Linked DNA regions of Salvelinus alpinus: region 2 is linked to region 1. The links are chromatin contacts, called in public Hi-C maps. All regions are on one chromosome and are shown on one strand. Each heading gives the region's core, a stretch centred on a gene start, on an enhancer-like site or on the middle of the called end of the contact. The rest is flanking DNA. Distances are from core to core; before and after follow the strand shown. Region 1 holds the start of LOC139546311 (calcitonin gene-related peptide type 1 receptor-like). Region 2 holds the start of LOC139546312 (protein mono-ADP-ribosyltransferase PARP15-like).

What was found. Hi-C and Micro-C count contacts between places; a contact is called where the count stands out from the background.
Region 2: a Hi-C map of liver shows a contact between it and region 1, with 7 times the contacts expected there. The contact joins the promoter of LOC139546312 here to the promoter of LOC139546311 in region 1. A contact is called at or near these places in 2 of 3 Hi-C or Micro-C datasets (liver and muscle).

What each region holds. Positions count from the first base shown.
Region 1 is chr20:12,458,318-12,463,942 of SLU_Salpinus.1, forward strand. LOC139546311 (calcitonin gene-related peptide type 1 receptor-like) reads left to right here and starts at 3,137. Exons shown (of 13, transcript XM_071354543.1): 1 at 3,137-3,408. It overlaps tfpia (tissue factor pathway inhibitor a), which reads left to right. Exons shown (of 6, transcript XM_071354542.1): 6 at 1-746.
Region 2 is chr20:12,610,488-12,616,112 of SLU_Salpinus.1, forward strand. LOC139546312 (protein mono-ADP-ribosyltransferase PARP15-like) reads right to left here and starts at 2,436. Exons shown (of 7, transcript XM_071354544.1): 1 at 2,307-2,436; 2 at 794-1,072; 3 at 301-429; 4 at 9-173. The coding sequence starts at 1,061.

The DNA of each region.
Region 1 (5,625 bases), core at 1,887-4,386:
TAAACCCTACTTCCTATTAAACCCTTCCTACTTCCTATTAAACCCTTCCTACTTCCTATTAATATTAAACCCCTCCTACTTCCTATGAAACCCTTCCTACTTCCTATTAAACCCTTCCTACTTCAAATTAATATTAAACCCTTCCTACTTCTTATTAAACCCTTCCTACTTCCTATTAAACCCTTCCTACTTCTTATTAAACCCTTCCTACTTCCTATTAAACCCTTCCTACTCCCTATTAAACCCTTCCTACTTCCTATTAAACCCTTCCTACTTCCTATTAAACCCTTCATACTTCCTATTAAACCCTTCCTACTTCCTATTAATATTAAACCCTTCCTACTTCCTATTAAACCCTTCCTATTAATATTAAACCCTTCCTACTTCTTATTAAACCCTTCCTACATACACTACTTTTGAATGAGTCTTTATTTATATCATTCTTATTTGACTTTGGTATGTCCTTGTAGTCTTGCAGCAATTGTATAAAAGGCTTGTTTTGGCCTATTGTGTAATGTTGTATTGCTTATTGTAACCTTTTAACCGTTTGTAAGAAGATTTTTTTTAGTAATATCACAATTTTATACATTTTTTTTACTGTCACATACCAAATACCGGTATATAATTGTATTATTTTTTCTTCTTGAGGACACCAGACAAGTTTTTTTTTGTTGACAAATGATGAACATTAATTATCCCAAAAGCACTGCACATGTAATATCATACAATAAAGCACATTATCTGTATCAAGTACTGTACATCATCTATATCAATTACTGTAAATGATCTGTTTCATTATTTTACCCCTTCATGTGAGTAATATCTTGTCATGTTTCTTTTTTCCATGGTCTTTTTTTTTTACCCAGGTGAAAACAACATATCAGCAACCCATTGGAGACTACGTTTAATTTGGCATAGTCATCAACATTGCATTTTTGTGCAGATGTTCATTCTGTTCCAAGTCCCCTTTCATATTGCAGTACAGCAGGCTATTGGAATTGACTCCACTGACAAGTGCATCACTTAGACACAGGGGGGCAGTGTTGTATTATCATGATAGTTCTAACGTTTCCATAATGGCCTTCACTTGAATGATATATGACTCCAAATTGACAAATGACCTATTCGTTTGTTGGGAATTTCTCTGCAATCATAGCCTACATTCATATTTTTTTATAATAATGTAATGACCTCGATAGATTATAAATGAGACTATGTCCAAAACAGTTCTCGAGATGTGACACTATTCTTCCACGAGAAATACCATTTGGTGTAAAACGCTGGTGCTGCTCCAGAATCTACCATAAGTGTTCAATTGGGTTGAGATCTGGTGACTGAGACGGCCATGACATATGGTTTACATCGTTTTCATGCACATCAAACCATTCAGTGAACACTCATGCCCTGTGGATAGGGGCATTGTCATCCTATGGGGGCATAGCCATGGTAGCCAAAATGATGGCCAAAAGTATGGCTTGCCCAGCATTTTTTACACATGAGCCTAAGCATGATGGATGTTAATTGCTTAATTAACTCAGGAACCACACCCGTGTGGAAGCACCCGCTTTCACCATACTTTGTATCCCTCATTTACTCAAGTGTTTAACTGATTTGGACAGTTCAAATCAAACTTTATTTGTCACATGTTTCGAAAACAAGTGTGGACTTTACCGTGAAATGCTTATTTACAAGCCCTTAACCAACAGTGCAGTTCAAGAAAGAGTCAAGAAAATATTGACCAAATAAACTAAAGTAAAAAATAGTTACCTGTATGTCAGTCAGTTGACCTACTTATGATAAAGCCTATGGGATAAACCAAGTCTAATAATGAGATGAACACTCACAGAGCGAGCTTCTTCCATATGAGAAGACATCGAATTGCGGGTATGTTCCTGTCATTTAGAACCAGGCCGAATGTTTACAGCCAATGCATTGGAACAAACTCTGCAGACACAAACCCAAACAAAAGAGCGAGGAGTACCTTGAATAAATAACACACGTGCATGATGATTAACACACGGGACGAGACCCATGATCATCTGCGCAATCCACAAGGGCACGAAAGCCCAAAACACACAGCACCAACGGACAATGTAACAATAAATGGACAGCACCATGGTGAACAAAGGACACATACATACAAATACAATCCGTGGGAATAGTGGCCAGATGTGTGTAATGAAAGTTCCAGAGGAATCGGTGACAAATACACAAGGTACAATTTCAAAATTTGTTTGTGCATCAGCAGTTTCTTGTTATGTCAGTCACTGACAGTCACTCAATTAGCCCATGTCAGCTAACATGTTTTAGATTGGTAAATTAGTCTAGTGGCCAGCTATCTACATTTGTAGTAAACATGGTCGAATTACCGACCTGGCCCGGCCCCCCGTTGAATTTGTTAGTCACTCTCACTCAAATATTGCAATGTATTCGTCGTCTGAAGAAGAGGAATCATCGGACCAAAGCGCAGCGTGGTAAGTGTTCATGCTTGTTTTATTAAAACTGAACATTATAACAAAAATAAACAAGAGAATATCCAAAAAAGTCCTGTAAGGTGAAAACACTAAACAGAAATTAACTACCCACAAAAACCATGTGGGAAAAAGCTACCTAAGTATGGTTCTCAATCAGAGACAAAGATAGACAGCTGCCTCTGATTGAGAACCACACCCGGCCAAACACAAAGAAATACAAAACATAGACAAAAGAACATAGAATGCCCACCCAAATCACACCCTGACCAAACCAAAATAGAGACATACGTGCAGGTCGTGACAGATATATTAAAAACTGCAAACATTTCTCTCCACACTATGGCAAAACGTGTAGAATTGCAGGGCATTAACTGTAAAACTGCAAGATGTTCTCTATGCCACATGGCAAAATGTGTAGAATTGCAGGAAATTAACTCAACATTTTTCTTATATCTGCTGTCAGAGGGGGGGCGGCTAAAATGCTTTGCTGGCAAGGTGGGGTTAACAAAATTTCGCAAAAGACTTGGTCCGGCTCTGACTACATGTGTGGGTAAGGATGTGCGTATACAGATGCGCGAGCCACTGCGCCGCCCCATGATGATTTCAGACGTTTTGTGTGCCCCACCCCTATCAAAGTTTCCCATCCCTGGTCTATATCATGCAATCTGCGTGGTGGGTTGGTGGGTTCTCCTGAAGAGCTGTAGGCTAATTCGTGATGTAACAGGAAGTAGACTAATGTGAATGCCTCCCACAATCTGACAGCGGCTCCAGTCTGACACTTTATTCATTGAGTGTTGAAACCCTTTAGGTTTGGTTCACTACCATTGCTGCGGAGGTTGCATTTGTGAAAATAAAAGCGGTCGCTGGAGTGTTTGGTCGGCTAATGTGACTTTCTAAATCGCGTTGGCATTGGATTGTGAACTATTCGCATCAGGTAAGAACCATTCGAATAGTGTATTAATAATGGGAATATTTACAGATCTGGTTTAGGATTACTATTTTATTTTTCCACTTACGCATCGATTCCAGTATCGATGCATAAGTGATTTGCTTTTCCTTTTCTAAAATCAATAGCCTATACATATCCAATTCAAGCCCATGATAATCGGAAAGAGTCTGTTGCATTTCTGTCTGGTAAATTTAGACCTGAAACATGCTTTTTAAAGCAACCTGGACTGATTTCAGTCTACTGTCGACAGGGATAACAATAGCCTATTTCTTGTAGTCTTCCAAAAAACAATTACGCACCGCAGCAGATAGGTTAGTCATTTGCACTATTTTGCATAACTCCATAGGGAAATTAGAATTGAATACCCCTAATTGGGTCAATAACGAGGCTATATATATATGTACAAACCATGTACAAACCATGTACTATATATACATGGTTAAATAGTACATGGTTTGTACATGTGTACAAATAGTGTGTACTATATATATATATATATATAGCCTCGTTATTGACCCATCATACATGCAACAGACTCTTTCCGATTTAACATGGTTAAATAGTACATGGTTTGTACATGTGTACAAATAGTGTATGATGGGTCAATAACGAGGCTATATATATCCTTGTTATTGACCCATCATACACTATTTGTACACATGTACAAACCATGTACTATTTAACCATGTATATATAGTACATGGTTTGTACATGTGTACAAATAGTGTATGATGACTCCCGTCATCAGCATACAATCATTGGTAATAGCCTATTAATACTTAATCCTTAATTTAGGTTAGTTTTTGACAGCTTTGTTTGATCTATGACATTTGAAAGGGTTTGAAATTATTGGAATATTAAACAAATGCAAGGTAGCCTATAAGTACGTTTGCACTGCAACATGCTACGTAACATGTTTATAAGGAAGACAACACCTGCAATATTACATTTGTATTAACTCTCAGCCCCCATTCATGATGCGTTTTTTACAACCTTATATAACCTTTCCAAACTTTAGGCTACAGTGGAACCTAAGTGTTAGGCTACCCCCATTTACATTTTAGCGCACAATGTGGTGGGTAGGTAACCTATAAATCATAAATTATCATGATGAACATGTTAATGCAAAACGAAAAGGATTTCCTGGGCATTCTACAAGTTTATATGTCATATTGCTGTTTGACAATGAGTTGACTGGAGAGTGTAAAGAATGAGAATTATTGTATCTTGTAATATCATGAACTGTCTTCAGAAGCAAGGGAAATATTTTTTTTTCACAGAACCGATACGTTTGAAAGCATAACTATACTAATAAAAACATTAATACAAAAAAACATGAAAGAATAAGAACTGTGCCTTTTTACATTGCGCGGCACAACCAGTTGAACTGATCGCTACTGACAGCATTGTAGTGTAAATTTGCCCGCTCTCCTCAGTCATGTGGTATACCCCAACACTGATGTTTGGCAACAGTGCAATCTCAAGTTGTTGTTGAATCATCTGCATGGTTATGTAAGCCACAGATTGGACATGATGAAATGTTTTGGGGCAGCTAGAGGGAAGAACATGATGAATATGATGATGATGCTCACATTTGGCAGATCTTGCTGTGATACGATGAGGAAGGCAGAGATATTACTCCATCAAGGAGAGGAAAGAGTACACATGAACGAACTCAGAACTGTAGAACATTCAAGGCCATCAGGGCCGTTTAGACTTTTTTTAAACCTTTCCAGATGCATTTTGCTGACACCATATTTGTCCTCTGCCTCTTTAACCCGTCCATAGATTGCACCCTTTTAACTCACATTCTCACGAGTAAAATTACTTATTAAACATCCACAATAACCCACCGCCATGAAAAAAATATGACATGAAGCAAAAAATGTATTGCTTGGCTCAGCATTTATAAAATCAATCATGATTTGTATGTGTTCGAGGAAAAGATGCCGCTTCACTTTGTGGCCTGGAGATATAGGACAGCCAGAGAGTGTTTTTCGGACTGATGAATACCCCATGAGAAGCAGGCGTGTCTAATAAGTCTACAAGGATTTGCACTCAAAATCTTCAATGGCCAAGTGTTCACAGTAAATATATTAGCTCATATAGTGAAAGGAACCCAAGTACATTTTTGTGTGAGGAGTCTTTGTGTTGAACTGTAAAGCATTGGATTTGGATTCCTCCCCAGAGCAGTCCTGTGGA
Region 2 (5,625 bases), core at 1,186-3,685, 150 kb after region 1:
TAGTTTACCTGGACACTGTGAGGCTTGTCGGACTGGGGCTGGAGGTGGGGCCTGTGTCCAAGACAAATCGAGGTTGCCATCGATGTCATTGTCCGTTATCATTTCAGCAGAGATATGACTGTTATTGATTGCAACCATATTTGCATTTGGGGGCGGTTGGCTGAGGTTAATTCCTGAAAGATACATTTTGTGTCCAAGTAACTATACAGTTGTCTTATGCTCTTCTTATGGTGCTGTCTGTTAGTAAGCAGCACAACTTCATTAGAATGACCATGTTAGCTTATTCATAGTAGCACTCACCAGATGGATTCAACTCTCCTGCTTGGATGGTTTTATGCATGATCAAGTCCTTTTTAATTCGGTTCCTGGTAACTAGTCGGGAATCAACAGTGCTGCTGCAATCCGCATAAACCGTTGGGCTGGATGACGCTTCAAAACAAATGTGTTATTGCCTTGTTAGATGATGACCTTTTGTATGACTTTGCAGTCTGTAAAAAAATCACTGGCCCGACAAACCTGACCAGTACATTTTATATTCTGTATACTAAAACACATACACTGAGTTGGGCCCAATAACCGAAAGGTTTCTGCTTCAAATCCCAGAGCCGACTAGGTGAAAAATGTGCCGATGTGTCCTTGAGCAATTCACTGAACACTAATTGCTCCCATAAGTCACTCTGGATAAGTGTCAGCTACATGACAAACATTTTAAATGTATGTTTTCTAATAACTGCTATGAAGTGCTTAAATGTCTTTAATCACTACAAATGTTCATGTAATACTGCTATTTTACCTTGTGTGTTTTTGCTGAAATGCTGTTGAAGGCCTGGATAATGTGCCTTCTCTTTCTTCAGAATCTCATAGAACTCCACACATGCACCCTCCCCCTTTTTCTTGATTTCATCCAAAAGAAGACAGATCTTCTCTGCAGCAGTGGCTTGGTTGGAAACAGCTTTTCCTTGTTTAACTGATAAAATATCTTCACACTTTTCAATGATATACTCAGGGTCTGTTGATAACCACTGGCCCAGTTCCGTCTTCATTGACTTCAGAAATTCCATGGTCTAAATGTCTAAAAGAGATGGATACAGTAAGGAATGGCACAAAAGTTATTATGCATACTGTAAACTACTCAACTAACAATATAGACATATCATTATGTTATGTGAAAAGCAATCAAACATGAGTGACAATAAAACAACAGTCAACAGTTCGATAGAAGTGATCCTAATACTGTACAGAATATATTACCTGAGTACAAGCTATCAATAATCATAATTAACATTGAAAGGGTTGTCTGATGTAACCATTGGGCTCATTGTAATGTAGTCTGCTTTAAAGTTGTTTTTACTTTCACTACTGAAGACATACAGTATATTTGATGTAAATGTGATATCAGTACTGTTTTAATACACTTAAAGGAAATAATCACCCATTGTAACGGTTGTTCTCCTCCTCATCTGAGGAGGAGCAGGGATCGGACCAAAACGCAGCGTTGGTTGAATACATAATGAATTTATTAAACAAGCGGAACACGAAGCACACTTGAATAACTACAAAACAACAAAACGACGTAGACAGACCTGAACATGTGAACTTACATATAATGAAGAACGCATGAACAGGTACAGACTAAACAAACGAAACAGTCCCGTGTGGTACAAACACTGACACGGAAGACAATCACCCACAAACAAACGGTGTGAACAGCCTACCTTTATATGGTTCTCAATCAGAGGAAACGTCAAACACCTGCCCCTGATTGAGAACCATATAAGGCTAATTACCAATGAACCTAAACAAGAAACACATAACATAGACTGCCCACCCAGCTCACGTCCTGACCAACTAAATAAAGCTAAACAAAGGAAAAACAGGTCAGGAACGTGACACCCATGTTGAATGTTATATCGTTTTTGTACATCTCTGAGCGATGTTCTATCGATTCCCAGGATGATTTCATGTTTTTATTGTGTATCTGAGTTCAAACAGGCAGACATACAGCCGGTATGACGAGTTGCATCATAGGATTCAAAATGGGTGAATATTTCCAAGAAGGAACATTTCATGCCATTACAAACTGTACAACATCTACGGAAGACAAAAGGAATAGACTTTAGTTGATAAGCTGTATCTGTGGGAGAATGAGAAAGTACAAGCACTTCTGTTTTTGGTGAGAGAGGTGGAATGAGAGAAGTCTAGAGTCCCGTAAACTAGACGAGAAACAACTGTTGTTCAAAAGAGCGGGAGCAGCCATATCTCACACAACACAGGTTAAAGACTGCAGAACAGGAAGGTAAACTTACCAACAAGATGTTTAACAGAGCAGGATCTGGTAGTTAACGTAAATGTGGAGACGTTACAACTTTGCGTACTGACAAGCTATGTGGCTGATGCAAACGAGCGCTTACTACTGACAGGAAACGTACTTCCTTTATGTAAGTATAGCCAATAACACGTGCAGGCCTGTAAGGGTGCAGCCTATCGAAATGCACGTTTTGTTATGAGTAAGAGATGGGACACGTGTGAAGTGAAACTAAGATTCATTATTACGTTTCACCATGTTTCTGTTCAACAGATGAATACAGTAGGATGTTCAAAACTACCTGTAGGCATTGTAATCCTGAATTGACACAGAAAGGGCAATTTTGTGTCCATGTTGACAGGATCCTGTACTTGTGGTGTGGTGGACCTCCCCATTCCTGTGAACTCACATGCAATCTAAATCACACTATCCTGTACTGCCTGTAGGTCTACTCTACTGTACTGCCTGTGAACTTACCAGCAATCACAATCACACTATTCTGGATTTGACTCCTTCTTTCCTTCCCAGTCAGGAATGAGAAAATAGCAAAAGACCTTCTAGCGGAGTTAACCCTGGCAAATCAATTCACCTGTCAAATAACTGTTAACTTCCTTAGAGATCTAATCTACAGTATTACACTGCAGCCCCTTGACAATACTGACACGGACGGACTGAATTCCCCCTTGAATTCAGAGGAACACACAGGGGCAGACTTGAAGCTGAAAGACAGAGTTTGGTCATAAGAGCTGACTCCTGTTATATCAGTGGAGGTGATGTTTGATAGAGGATGAGTCACACAATAAATAACACACACATAGGCTTTATACTAGGCAGCGTGTCGTCCCTACCACGTCGTCCATCATTTCCAGATAATGTACAGAGCGTCTGCATTCATCCCTTACATATATCACATATATAGGCTTTATACTCGAGAAATACTAGGTAATTGCACAGAGACAAGGTAGTACCTACTGTACAGTACTTCTTCTGTGTCCATTGTTTTATTTCAAAATAGAAGTAAAAGTGGTAGGTAACTACCTAATCTTATTCACTTGGAGTTACAATTGAAGAATGACTATGTGCAGTGTTGAAAATGAATATCATGTTTAAGAGACGCTGAGCATCAGGACAGTTATTTCACACAGTACATTTTCTGAATATATGGTCATTATTCAAGGGGTCATCATCGGTCATTTCAAAGATGTGTCCACACTATAAATGTTTTTTTTCCGATCACAATTAAAAAAAGCTTTTAACAACAAGATCTTACGGAATTTCTAACCTTTTTTGTTTTGTTTATGAAATACAAAGCAGACCTTTGACTCTATGGACCTCTAGTGGTTTATAACCATACACACCACAACAAGAGCTCAAGTTGTATTTTAACGGACTAACATCAGTGTTGTGTCTATTTAATTCACCTTACTACAGCGAACTCAACTATTTAAAATAAATGCAGGGTTTTCCCATACAGATAAAACAACTAATGGTCAGGATCTATAGCAGCTGTCTAGCTGTACCGTATTTGGCTTTGTAGAAGCTGTTTGAGCTGTTGATGTGTGAGCCATTGTAGTTCTGTAGTCGTTCAACACAGCTAATTAAGCATGTAATCACTTCATCTCCAAGGTATGCATGGATGGTAGTATCTGAGGGACCAAACCTTGAGCCTTTGTAAACTGACATTGACAGTAAGCATCTATATTAATCTGACCCTACCGTGTACCATTATATGGACAATACACATACAGCTGAAGTCGGAAGTTCACATACACCTTAGCTAAATACATTTAAACTCAGTTGTTCACAATTCCTGACATTAAATCCTAGTAAAGATTCCCTTGTCTTAGGTCAGTTAGGATCACCACTTTATTTTAATAATGTGAAATGTCAGAATAATAGAAGAGAGAATGATTTATTTCAGCTTTTATTTCTTTCATCACATTCCCAGTGGGTCAGAAGTTTACATACACTCAATTAGTATTTGGTAGAATTGCTTTTAAATTGTTTAACTTGGGTCAAACATTTCAGGTAGCCGTCCACAAGCTTCCCACAATAAGTTGGGGGAATTTTGGCCCATTCCTCCTGACAGAGCTAGTGTAACTGAGTCATGTTTGTATGCCTCCTTGCTCACACACGCTTTTTGAGTTCTGCCCACAAATGTTCTATAGGATTGAGGTCAGGGTTTGTGATGGCCACTCCAATACCTTGACTTAGTTGTCCTTAAGCCATTTTGCCACAACTTTGGAAGTATGCTTGGGGTCATTGTCCATTTGGAAGACCCATTTGCGACCAAGCTTTAACTTCCTGACTGATGTCTTGAGATGCTGCTTCAGTATATCCACATCATTTTCCTCCCTCATAATGCCATCTATTTTGTGAAGTGCACCAGTCCCTCCTGCAGCAAATCACCCCAACAACATGATGCTGCCGCCCCCGTGCTTCACGGTTGGGATGGTGTTCTTCGGCTTGCAAGCTGCCCCCCCTTTTTCCTCCATATGTAACAATGGTCATAATGGCCAAACAGTTCTATTTTTGTTTCATCAGACCAGAGGACAATTCTCCAAAAAGTACCATCTTTGTCCCCATGTGCAGTTGCAAACCGCTTTTTTATGGCGGTTTTGGAGCAGTGGCTTCTTCCTTGCTGAGCGGCCTTACAGGTTATGTCGATATAAGACTCGTTTTACTGTGGATATAGATACTTTTTTACCTGTTTCCTCCAGAATCTTCACAAGGTGTTCTGGGTTTGATTTGCACTTTTCGCACCAAAGTACGTTCATCTCTAAGAGACAGAACGCGTCTTCTTCCTGAGCGGTATGACGGCTGCGTGGTCCCATGGTGTTTATACTTGCGTACTATTGTTTGTATAGATGAACGTGGTACCTTCAGGCATTTGGAAATTGCTCCCAAGGATGAACCAGCCTTCTGGAGGTCTACAATTTGAAGGTAGGCCTTGAAATACATCCACAGGGACACCTCCAATTGACTCAAATTATGTCAATTAGCCTATCAGAAGCTTTTAAATCCATGACATAATTTTCGGTAATTTTCCAAGCTGTTTAAAGGCACAGTCAACTTGTGTATGTAGACTTCTGACCCACTGGAATTGTGATACAGTGAATTATAAGTGAAATAATCTGTCTGTATGTCACGGCTGTTGAAAGGAGAGGACCAAGGTGCAGCGTGGTGAGCGTACATTTTCTCTTTATTTGGGAAAAAGACGCCAAACAAAACAACAAACACTACAAAAACAAACCGTGGCGCCTCTGGTGCGGGGACCCTCGCCGCCGACCCCAGACTGGGGACCCTTGTAGCGGGCCCCG